Regions from separate parts of the Gossypium hirsutum genome. Here region 1 is linked to region 2. A link is a contact called in public Hi-C data. All regions are on one chromosome and are shown on one strand. Each heading gives the region's core, a stretch centred on a gene start, on an enhancer-like site or on the middle of the called end of the contact. The rest is flanking DNA. Distances are from core to core; before and after follow the strand shown.

What was found. A called contact is a pair of places that touch in the nucleus more often than the background predicts.
Region 1: a Hi-C map of leaf shows a contact between it and region 2, with 1.9 times the contacts expected there. The contact joins the promoter of LOC107908738 here to the promoter of LOC107889786 in region 2. A contact is called at or near these places in 2 of 34 Hi-C or Micro-C datasets (both in leaf).

Annotation. Positions count from the first base shown.
Region 1 is chrA09:74,210,399-74,216,125 of Gossypium_hirsutum_v2.1, reverse strand. It overlaps LOC107908738 (myosin-7), which reads right to left and starts at 4,206. Exons shown (of 7, transcript XM_041076704.1): 1 at 4,001-4,206; 2 at 3,721-3,906; 3 at 3,449-3,571; 4 at 2,782-2,819; 5 at 2,530-2,689. The coding sequence starts at 4,096.
Region 2 is chrA09:74,054,301-74,060,367 of Gossypium_hirsutum_v2.1, reverse strand. It overlaps LOC107889786 (60S ribosomal protein L24), which reads left to right and starts at 3,290. Exons shown (of 6, transcript XM_016814346.2): 1 at 3,290-3,432; 2 at 4,198-4,273; 3 at 4,361-4,462; 4 at 4,725-4,873; 5 at 4,982-5,169; 6 at 5,318-5,435. The coding sequence starts at 3,422. The coding sequence ends at 5,138. LOC107889787 (embryonic protein DC-8) reads left to right here. Exons shown (of 2, transcript XM_016814347.2): 1 at 1-1,307; 2 at 1,392-1,809. The coding sequence ends at 1,661.

The sequences.
Region 1 (5,727 bases), core at 2,957-5,456, 150 kb before region 2:
TTCGAATGGAGTCTTCTGATCCAAGGCCTTGGTTGGAAGCCTATTTTGAATGTAGTTTGCAGTGTTAACTGCCTCTGCCCATAGTGCTTTAGGCAGATTCTTCTGAATCATCAAGCACCTGGCCATATCCATCAAACTCCTATTCTTCCTTTCACTTACACCATTTTGCTGAGGTGTATATGTGTTGGTAAGTTGATGTTTGATGCCTGCCTTATCACAGAAGGCTTGGAACTGAGCTGAGGTGTACTCAGTCCCATTATCAGACCTTATGGACTTCAGCTTGCAACCTGTTTCAGTCTCAGCAGCAGTCTTGAACTTCCAAAACACTGAGGCCGCCTCTGATTTCTGTTTTAGGAAGTAAAGCCAGCAATATCTTGAAAAATCATCAATGAACAGTATGAAGTACCTATTTCCACTTAATGACTCAGTCCTCATAGGGCCACACACATCAGTGTGCACCAGTTGGAGTTTTTCAGAGGCTCTCCAGGCTTGATTCGAGGGAAATGGGAGTCTGGCCTGCTTTCCTAGCTGACACACTTCACACACATCATCATGATCCACTGAGTTGATGAAGTTTTCGGCCAAGTCCTCTCTGACCATTCGAGCCATCGATCTGAAGTTGGCATGTCCCAGTCTTTGATGCCAAAGCTTGGATTCATCTGATGTGACTGTGTAGGCAATGTCTGACTCCCTGGTCCAGTCAACTACAAAGCTCTTATTAGCCATAGGAACTGCCATCAGCTTGGATCCACTTGGATCATTGATTTGGCATTGGTTGTCTTTGAACACAACAGAATAACCTTTCTCCAGCAACTGAGCTATGCTGAGCAGGTTTCTGTCAATTTCAGGCACCAAAAGCACATTTGAAATCACTTTGGCACCTGTGGGGGTGCATATCAGCACATCACCCTTGCCTTCAGCTTGAATAAAATGTCCATTTCCTATCTTGACTTTAGTTCTGCAGCTTCTGTCTAAAGACTTGAAGATTGCAGCATCAGGTGTCATGTGGTTGGTGCATCCACTATCTAGAAGCCAACCAGATGAGAACCTTTCTTGAGCAGCTGAGCATAACACAGCAAAGACTTGCTCCTCTTGGTCACTGTCCTCCTTAGCTACTCGAGCCTCAGCTTTCTTCTGTTGAAACTGACTCTGCCTTGATTTGGCCTTGATCTTGCAGACTCTCTCAACATGACCCTTCTTTTTACAATGCTGACATACAGCATCTGGATTGAACCAGCATTTTTCTTTTGGATGACCAGCCCTCTTGCAGTGCTTGCAAGTCTGACCCTCTTTTCTTGCAACATCAGTCCTTGGCTTGTCTCTCCAGGCCTTCTTGCCTTTGTAGGCAGTGTTTGTTCTTGCCTGAAAGGCACCTTCTTGATGCTCCTCCAGTCTGCTTGCTCTTCTTTGCTCTTGAGCATATAAAGCATTGATCAACTCTGTCAGGGAGATGGTGTACAGGTCCCTTGAGTCCTCGAGAGATGAGATTTTTGCCTCATACCTCTCGGGCAGAGTTGCAATAACCTTCTCCACTATCCTAGCTTCCTTGAGCTGCTCTCCAAGGAGCCTTATGCTGTTAACCACAGCCATAATCCTGTCAGAGTACTGCTTGATAGTTTCTTCTTCCTTCATCTTCAAATTCTCGAAATCTCTCCTTAAGTTCAGCAACTGTTGCTGCCTTGTCCTCTCTGTCCCTTGAAACTCCTCTTGCAACTTGTCCCAGGCTTGTTTTGGTGATTCACAGGCCATAATCCTTGTGAAAATCACATCTGACACTGAGTTCTAGATGCAAGACATGGCTTTGTGCCTCTTGGTCCTCTCATCAGCATGCTGCCTGATTTGAGCCACTGTTGGATTGCCTCTAAGTGGCTCTGGTTCAACATCTGAGTTGACTACCTCCCACAGATCGAAAGCTTGTAGGTAGGTCTTCATTTTAACCACCCATATGTGGTAGCCTTCTCCATTAAAGACTTGAGGTGCAGCTGGTGAAAAGCTTGATGAAGCCATGAATTTGTATAACAGATCCCTTAAGAAATAGGCTCTTGATACCAATTGTTGGAGCTAAGTGCAACAAATAACAAGGTTCAACAAAAAGCTTGCCGAGCAAGAATCGAGACTTGCGGCAGAAACAAAGAAGAAAAATAAAATAAATTTTAAGCAAAGCTAAAATAGAGAGTATATGGATGAAATCTTGATTGAATTCATTCATTTTTTTTAAAATGGCATAAAGCCTATTTATACAAGATTACAACTTGACAACTTAGTTTGAATACAACTAAGTTTCATCATTACATCCACTTAAAATAAATCACCACCTACTACCACTAACAAACTTAGTTGGAATACAACTAAGTTTCATCATTACATCCACTTAAAATAAATCACTACCTACTACCACTAACAAACTTAGTTGGAATACAACTAAGTTACATCATTACACCCAAATAATAATAATAATAATAATAATAATAATAAAACATGTGATTGCTACATGCTAACCATTGCTTCAATAATGAGACTCTAACGTACCCTACTCACGAGTTCTTCTTGGCGTGGGGCTGAACTTGGGGACGACCCATCACTATTTGCAATTAAACTCTCTGGACTATCCGAGGTAAGGCTTAGATCAGGAGAGTGTTCAGTGCTATTACCTTCTTTATGGAAATTTGTCTGCTTTGATTCATTGTCCCTGAAATAATCCAGTGCAAGTGTTTATGATCCAATACAACATTTAAAGGAAAACAAAAAACAAGGGAAGGAAGGGCAGGGAATGATACAAACATGGGTTTTCGTCTTGGTGTCAAACATTGAATTTTCATCTGCATATCAGAATCACAAGTGCAATATTCGTTAGAAAAAGACAACTGTGTTTCAATTTTCTGTTTCATTCATATTATCAAAAGTCCTACTTTAATTTAGTTCATGTAATTAAATTTGCTCTAAAATCTAAATTACTTAGGAGGTAACCATCTTCCTAAGATATCTCTTTCGCTTTTTTTTTTTGTTTCGACCAAACTTGAATCTTCTAACAGCTTACAACTACCAGCTAAAACTGAAGTGATGTCCAAAATACTAACCGACCTCAAAATCTGTTTATATGAAAATATTTCCATCAAATCATCATTACAAGTACCAGCTTATGTTTTTAATGCAACTGTTGGTCATGTGTTCCAAGTTGTAACATGTTAAATAAAATATGATCTGTGATACAGGGGCCATAACCAACCCAATGAATGCATGCTATTTAGCGATAGTGGAAAAGAGGTTTACTCATTGGACCTTGACTAACATGGGCAGCCCCCACCGCCTTAAAACGGGTCCAGCCACTAGCGAACCGAGCAAATGGCTCCTTTGTCTTCATGTTTCTAATTAAATGGTATGCATTTAATGTAAAAAAACAAATAATAATAATAATAATAGAGAAGAAATAAGATCGTTGAAAAATCACCTGCAAAACTGTTCCATGGTTGCATTTTTTTAATGGCAATGAGACCGGAACAGTGATGGTTGAATTTATATAGCCTGTCATATTCACTGTCGCCTCTCCAAGAATGCTAGATCTTGCTGATCCCTACAATTTCAATATTCATTTTCTTTTCATCCTTCTTTTATCATCTAATTTGTCACCTTAATTGAATCGAACATGTTCAGATCATGTTTCCAACAACTATATACAGAACTGTAAACTAAGATCCAACGGTATTTCATTAACAAAGTTACCATTGCAACAAGAAGTTTGAAGAAACAATCTTCCATCACTGTTTTTGAAACCCAAATAGATTCCGACAAAGTCTCTGTCCATTGACAACTCGCATTTCGAACTACTGCTTTGCTTGTCTTTGCCATGGTTTTCCCATTCTCCATTGAGATTATCGACATGATCAATCTGTCCCATCCTTTTGGTACCTATATAAAAACACCAGAAAACACACACACACATATAATGTAAGTAAAATGGAACATAGAAGAAGAACAAGATGAGGACGAAATGAATGATTACCTGAACCAGTTTGAAATTGGAGAACGTAAAATCTATCTTTTCCCCTGATTTATTACTTGGCGGCGGTGTTTGCCTTGTTTTATGCAACCTGAACATTGTTTTTCCAGCACTTTTCTTTTCTAAATCTGTTTCGGTCTGAGTTAATCAGGAAAACTTTCAGAGATAGCGTAGCAAAAACACTACAAACTATTGAATTACTGGACTAAAAGGAGATTGTTAGCTTGCCAGTCATTGTTGTGAAGCATACTTGTTAACTTTATTATTGTCTTTGTTTCCCATGCAGAGCAACACTCTGGTGTACTGAAGTTCATACTATGACCGTTCCAACACAACGACACGTGTACATAAAAGTCAACTTTGAAAACAAGATTTTGAGGTGGCTCAAAATAATTGGTCGATGAATAAGCAGGTGCCCCAAACAAACTGGATCTAATTGCCTACCATGAGACAAAACTCTAACGTACACCAAGGATAGTTGGTTGGATAAACAAAGATTCAACTGCCATCATCATTAGGAGATAATACCAATATGTTTTTTTTTCTTCTGTTTTTTTGTATTTTACTTAAAAATATGCCAATTCTTTTTCTTGAATTTGCCGCTCTAAGTTTAGGTATTATAACATAAAAATAATAGCACATTTTCTTGTTCATTTTAAAGTGAAAAATTTGTAAAAAAATCATTTAATATAGAATGGAAAATATAGTCCACTTCGTTTTGTATTGTGAATATTAACTTTATCAATTCATATATCCATATTAAATTAATACTAAAAAAAATATTCAATCATGTATATTTAAGTTCGAGTCTCATTATGTTTAATTATTGTATACGAATCTTCAATTTCATTATGTATGAGTTTTAATTCGATGAGCTAATTTTAATTCTTAATTGATTTGTATTATATTAATTTAATTTTACTTTATATTTATATTTGTGTTATATTTAGTAGCGGAGCTAAAAAATTTTTTTTGGATGAGGAGAATTAAATTATATATTTTTACGATAATAAAAATATAATTTTATTATTTTAATAATCTATATTTTTATAATTTTTAAAGGATGAAATCAAATTTTTATTATTTTTAAGAATTAAAATGTAATTTAAATATTATTAATTTAAAATTTTATAAATGGTAAAGGATGGAAATATTTTTTTTTTCATTTTAATGATGCCGACCTGTGACTCCGCCTTGGTTATATTTCAGTGTATTGTAGTTGTTAACTAACTTTAAAAAAAAAAAAAACGTCATAAGCCCAAAACAAAAATGTATGGGATAAGCCCACAATAGAAAGTTGAATAGATCCCAGCCTCAAAGCGCGTAAAATTATAATTGCAACCTAATCTAGAAAAAGCTCGTTAGTCGTTCGTTAGCCTTCTTAACTAAATAGGGTGTATTGACGTGCTTTTACAATATACAATTAATTTAGCTGCATTTAGATATCACAAAATAAATGCATAAAATTGTAATTATTAAAGGAGTAACTATTCTTTATAAATTCTAATTTATTATAAATAGAGTGTAATCTAAGTTAATATATCTAATTTATATTAAAGTAATATATTCACACAAATATGATAACATTTAGTCTAACAACTCTAAAAATAGGTCTATTGGTTGAAGAGAATTTACACGAGTCATGTTCAGGGAGTTCGATCCATAAATTCACCTGTGTGGTGGTAGCGTAGAATATACGTGAATGAGTGTATAAGTTTAAACTTGTATTA
Region 2 (6,067 bases), core at 2,041-4,540:
CGTCACAGCAACAACAACAAAGGTTGCCTGAAGAAAGTTTTGCGTATAAGGAGGAATGGGGAAGGGAAACTTCACCCCAGCAACAGCAACAGAGGCCTGGAGTTATTGGAACCGTGTTGAGGGCTGTGCAAGGTACTTACGAGCATGCAAAAGAAGCTGTGGTCGGAAAGAGCCATGAGAGGGAAGGAGTTTACGGAGGTGGAGGGAAGACATGGGGGACTACTGATGAAGGTGATAATGCGAAGGAGTTTGCTGAGAGGGCAAAGGACACTACCATGGAAAAGGCTGGTGAGTACAAAGACTATGCAGCTGAGAAAGCAAACCAGAGTGCTGATAAGGCCAAACAGATGGATACTACGAAGGAGAAGGCTGCTGAATATACAGATTACGCCGCTCAGAAGGCAAAGGAGACGAAAAACACAGCAGCCCAGAGGACAAAAGAAACCAAAGACACTGTAACAGGTAAAGCTTCTGAGTATACAGATTATGCTGCCCAGAAAGCTAAGGACGCAAAAGACACCACAGCACAAAAGGCTTCCGAGTATACAGACTATGCAGCACAGAAAACTAAGGGTGCAAAGGATGCTACAATGGGGAAAGCGACTGAATATAAGGATTATACCGCCGAGAAAGCCAAGGAGGCAAGAGATACCACAGCCCAAAAGGCTTCTGAGTATACAGATTACGCTACCCAGAAAGCTAAGGACGCAAAAGACACCACTGCACAGAAGGCTTCCGAGTATACAGGCTATGCAGCACAGAAAACTAAGGATGCAAAGGATGCTACAATGGGGAAAGCGGCTGAATATAAGGATTATACAGCTCAGAAAGCCAAGGAGGAAAGAGATACTACAGCCCAAAAAGCTTCTGAGTACACAGATTATGCAGCACAGAAAGCTAAGGATGCAAAGGATGCCGCAATTGGAAAAGCGACTGAATATAAGGACTATGCAGCTGAGAAAGCCAAGGGAGCAAAGGATACGACAGCGCAGAAGGCTTCCGAGTTTACAGACTACGCAGCACAGAAAGCTAAGGAAGCAAAAGATACTACAATGGAAAAAGCGACCGAGTATAAAGACTATGCAGCTGAAAAAGCGAAGGAAGCGAAGGACGTGACAGCTGAGAAGACAAAACAGGGGACGGAATATGCAGCGGAGAAAGCAAAGGAAGGTAAGGATACAACAGTTAGTAAGCTTGGGGAGTTGAAAGATTCAGCTGCAGACGCTGCTAAGAGGGCTATGGATTTCCTCACTGGGAAGACGGAAGAAACGAAGCAGAAGGCATCCGAGACTGCACAGAACACCAAGGTGATGACCTTATTTATTCCAACTTTATTTTTTTTAATTTTCTCATATTGAAAATGTACTCAAAATGTTGCTTAAATTATCTAGGAGACATTGAGTGAAACGACGGAGTCAGCTAGACAGAAGATGGAAGAGATGAAGCTGAGAGGTGATGAAGGTAGAAGGAAGACTTATGATGATGATGCGAAACGCCACGGTCGTGAAGGGTTTTCAGAGACGATAGTGATTAAGGTTGAAGAATCCCCGGCAGGAGCCGTTGATGCTACACTGAGATCATCTGATGAAACATTCAATGATGTTGGGCGTGTTGGGGAGGAAGGCGTTATTCGTGATCGCTCCAGCAAAACCAAAATGTGATCTCACACTGCACACACCCTTAATATAGGGGTGGAATATTTGCGTTGCTTTTCATTGTTTTAACTTCTGTTTGTGTTATCTTTTTGTAATACAAGTACGTTCTTTGTTGCATATCTTCTAAATAAACAGAACAGTATGAATTCTGGGACGAATGTGCATTTCTGGGTGTTTGAAGGATAATGGGAAGTATGGCTAGGGTGTGAGTTTTGGTTCTAGAAATCATGTCTTCATTGTGAAGCCAATTCATGTTCTTACCTTAGCAATGAGTTCGGAAGCCGAAATTAACAGTAATGAATTGATAGATGCTGCGTCTGAAAGAAGGATATAAATGCAAGCTCCTGTTGGTGATAGATCGCTGAAATGTAAACGAAGCCGATTCGTTGCCCCAAAATCATACTAATTCTTCCGAGTAAATTTTCATATCATCATGACGGTTTTTACTTCAATTTTCATGAAGACAATAGATAAAATTAGTATTATTTTTTTAGCTTTTCCACAAAGCCTTTAATGAATTAGAAACTCTTTGCGTAATTGAAAATGTGTATGATTTATCTATATATCTATGATAGTTCCCCAAAAAAATCTATATATATGATAATATACTAATGATATAAGGTTTAAGGTTTTGACCCAACTTTTTTCCACACACACCCGATTTGAGTTGCCTGGACATATTTTATTTTAAGTCAAATAAATAATGACCTATTAGATAAAAAAATTTGATATAATTATGAGTTCTGAGCAAAAAAGTTGGCGAAAATTTTTATTTCTACTTCAAACATGGCTGTTCATTTGCTCATGTCAAGAACTCGGGTTGTAAAATTGTGACGATGATTAAGTTAATGGAGATCCATACTTCCTATTTAAGATAAGAGATAGTTCTTCTTAACTCTTAAATAAGAGATAGTTCTTCTTAACTCTTAAATAGGAGTATATTTCAACGTAATTAAATTCACATCCTTTTATATTGATATTAAAATTTATGTCAATCGAGTTTAGATTCAATCAGTTAATTTTTTTTAGTTTTTTTTTATTTTGCTATTATAAATTTTGGACAGATTATGATTTAATTTATCATTATAAAATCGAGAGAAGAGAGCAAAAGAGAGTTAGAAACCTTAGTTTAGTTTTTAGTTGCAATAAATTTGAAAACCCATCAAATAGCGTGATTCTAATTCTAATGAAAGGAAAAAGAAAAAGAAGAAAGTAAGGAAGTAAAGAGGATGTTTAAAAAGGCGAGGGGTAAAAATTGGAAATAGAAAAAAAAAAGAGTTTTCACTTGTGTTGAATTGCTATTCAGTGATAAAGGAAAAGTTTAGAGATGCTATCTTTTTACAGAATAAAATTATTTTTAAAACAGATGTAATAAATCCTCACTGCCAATTAATATGTAACACATTCCTGCTCCCCCAAACGAACATGATGTTAGCGATAACTTAGACCAAATTTACTACTAAAATTGTAGCCTTGTTGATCATGTTTGTGAGGGAAAAAAAAGAATAGGGCAATGTTTATTTTTCATAATTTTATAATAAAAAGGTGAACAAGAAATAGTTTGGGCTTGGTTATCTGTCATTTGGACCGATGGTTTGGTTATTTGTTAACAATGGCCACTTTAATGTATGCAGCGGCCCGCTCTGGGCCGGTAGTTTTGTGAATTTAACACAATATAAGGGCCATCATATTCCCAAACCTTTGATCTACATTTGCAACGCCGCTAGGGTTTCAAGGGATTTCTTCCGGTGCAAAGAGCAGCAGCCATGGTTCTCAAGTACGTTCCTTATCTCTTCCTCTTTCCCTTCAAATTATTCTTTAATCACGAGTAATTGGTATGATCTTAGAAAATATACCCCCCAAAAAGATCTGCCTACGGCCAGGTCTTCCTTTCATTTTGTTTTATTCCATATTCTAATATGGCGATTGATTGATTTTATTTAGTATTATGCGGGGAATTGAACTTTCAGCTATTACTTTTTTGTTTTTATTAGTTCTATTTACATGTTCATTTCCATGTTAGCGGGATTTTAGTTTATTGGTTATTTGTTATACGAGCTTCAATTGGTTCATTGAAGCTAAGGTTTTTTAATTAATGAAGATAGTTGGAGTATATTGGTTTAGTTTTTTTGGAAAAATAAATATATCTTGGGAATGGAAAATCAGTTTAAATTTTCCCTTGTCTATGGCCTTTAGACCTGTATTTGACACACATATCAGACACTTATCTTGTAATGGGTATGTTATATGATCCTCCAAACATCTTCCAAATACATGAAACAGCTTTGAATTTACAGTTTCAGACAGAACTCTGTACACACCCAAGTTCGAGTAACATTGATTTATATTCAGCTAGTTTTGTAATGAAGTGCTAGGCTTTTGGAAAATCATATAGTTGTTTTAGTTAATTGTGTGATGTTCTGAGTCAATGGTTATGTTCATGCGTAGAGAGCTATATTCAGTTTAAAAGAAGCTGATTGGTATTATTTATTTAGTAGGTTTTGTAGACATTGCAATTGATTGTATTTTGTTGGCATGCTAGGACGGAGCTTTGCCGATTTAGTGGTGCCAAGATATACCCTGGGAAAGGCATCAGATTTGTTCGTGGTGATTCCCAGGTAAATTCTCATCTAGTTCTGATTTCAAGTGGTTGATACTGTGTTGTGGTACTAGCAATGAACTGTGATCTTCATCAATTTGTTTAGGTCTTCCTCTTTTCCAATTCAAAATGCAAGAGGTACTTCCACAACCGCCTGAAGCCATCAAAACTTACATGGACGGCCATGTACAGGAAGCAACACAAGAAGGTGAGTGTCAGCATCATAAGCAGGTTTTCTTTCAGAAAAACTATTTTTGGGTTTCATTTGCCTTACCTGTGGCATTTTGGTTGTGAGCAGAATCATGTATTTTTTGGAAATTGACTTCTTTTACAAAATGTTGATGTTTTGGCATCTCTTTTTATCGCTGCCATCTATCTTATAAAAGTTTTGCAAAATCAGATTATTTTATCAATATATTGTTCTCATGCCCTTTCTCATATTAGTTTTGCTACTTGATGCATATGTTTAGGACATTGCCCAAGAAGCTGTGAAGAAGAGGAGACGTACTGCAAAGAAGCCATACTCCAGATCCATTGTGGGTGCCACCTTAGAGGTTATCCAGAAGAAGAGGAGTGAGAAACCCGAAGTTCGTGATGCAGCCAGGGAAGCTGCTCTCCGGTGTGTGTTTGTTCATTATAAGTTGCACCCATTCCATTTCATTGCTGATTTCGACATGTAATATGGTTTATATTTACTGAGATTTTTACTGTTTAATCTATTGTTCAGAGAAATCAAGGAAAGGATCAAGAAGACTAAGGATGAAAAGAAGGCAAAGAAGGCAGAAGTAGCAGCGAAGCAACAGAAGACACAAGGCAAGGGTAACCCTCCAAAGGGTGGTGCACCCAAAGGTCCCAAGCTTGGTGGTGGTGGTGGAAAGCGATAAGTTTACCCAGTTATTATCTGTTTTTACATAGGTAGTATGTTGATTTTGAAGGCATTTGTATGGACTGAATGGCCATCGGCCGTGTATCTTTTTTTGCTTTTTATGCGTTATCATTAAACCTTGAACTCTGTATTGAAGATGAGTGATCAAGTTATTTTATGCTTGACTTTGTTTTTCAGCCTACGTACCCGGACTTAGACGGTGAAGAATGCCATTCATACTGCATAGTTTTGTAGCCGATGCACACTAAAATTATTCTTACGTCAGAGTTTATATATATTATATTAGAATTTTTTATATTTTATCAAGCTCTGTTTCACTTAAAATTTGTATCTTAAAATTTTCTGACTATATTTTTGAATATTTAATCTAAGCTTGTTTTAGATTTGCTTATATCATGTATCTTTTAATTTTTCTCAAATTATATTATTTTTAATGTTTATATTATAGATATTTAATTCTTATTTGTTATGAGTTAATATATATAAAAATAATAAGGCAAATGGCAAGTTGGGTCGGGTTTGATAGAGCTTAAGTTTACTCATATTTCAATTAAGTTCCATTTTTTACTTTAATTTAGTTTTTCGGGTCTCGTAACATTTTCCAAATCATCTCGTGTTCTGGAATGTGTTCCAAACTTGAATAAGCCGAATAAGACATACTTTTAACACTTAATCGGTAAGAACTAGAAGAGCTTCAATTTCGCATCGATGAGTGATAGTTATCTTCTTTATTTTGTTACCCCAATATTTATTTCATTTTTTTTTTATAATTTTGATTCTATGCTTGTAAATGAATTGGATTTAAAGTTATATTTGAATCATACAATATACTAAGTTGAACTAATATCACATGGGGTTTAGTCGTGTTGTAAATGATGCGCTCTACAGCTTTCATTTATGTAATTAGTGGATAGTATTCACTGGTAA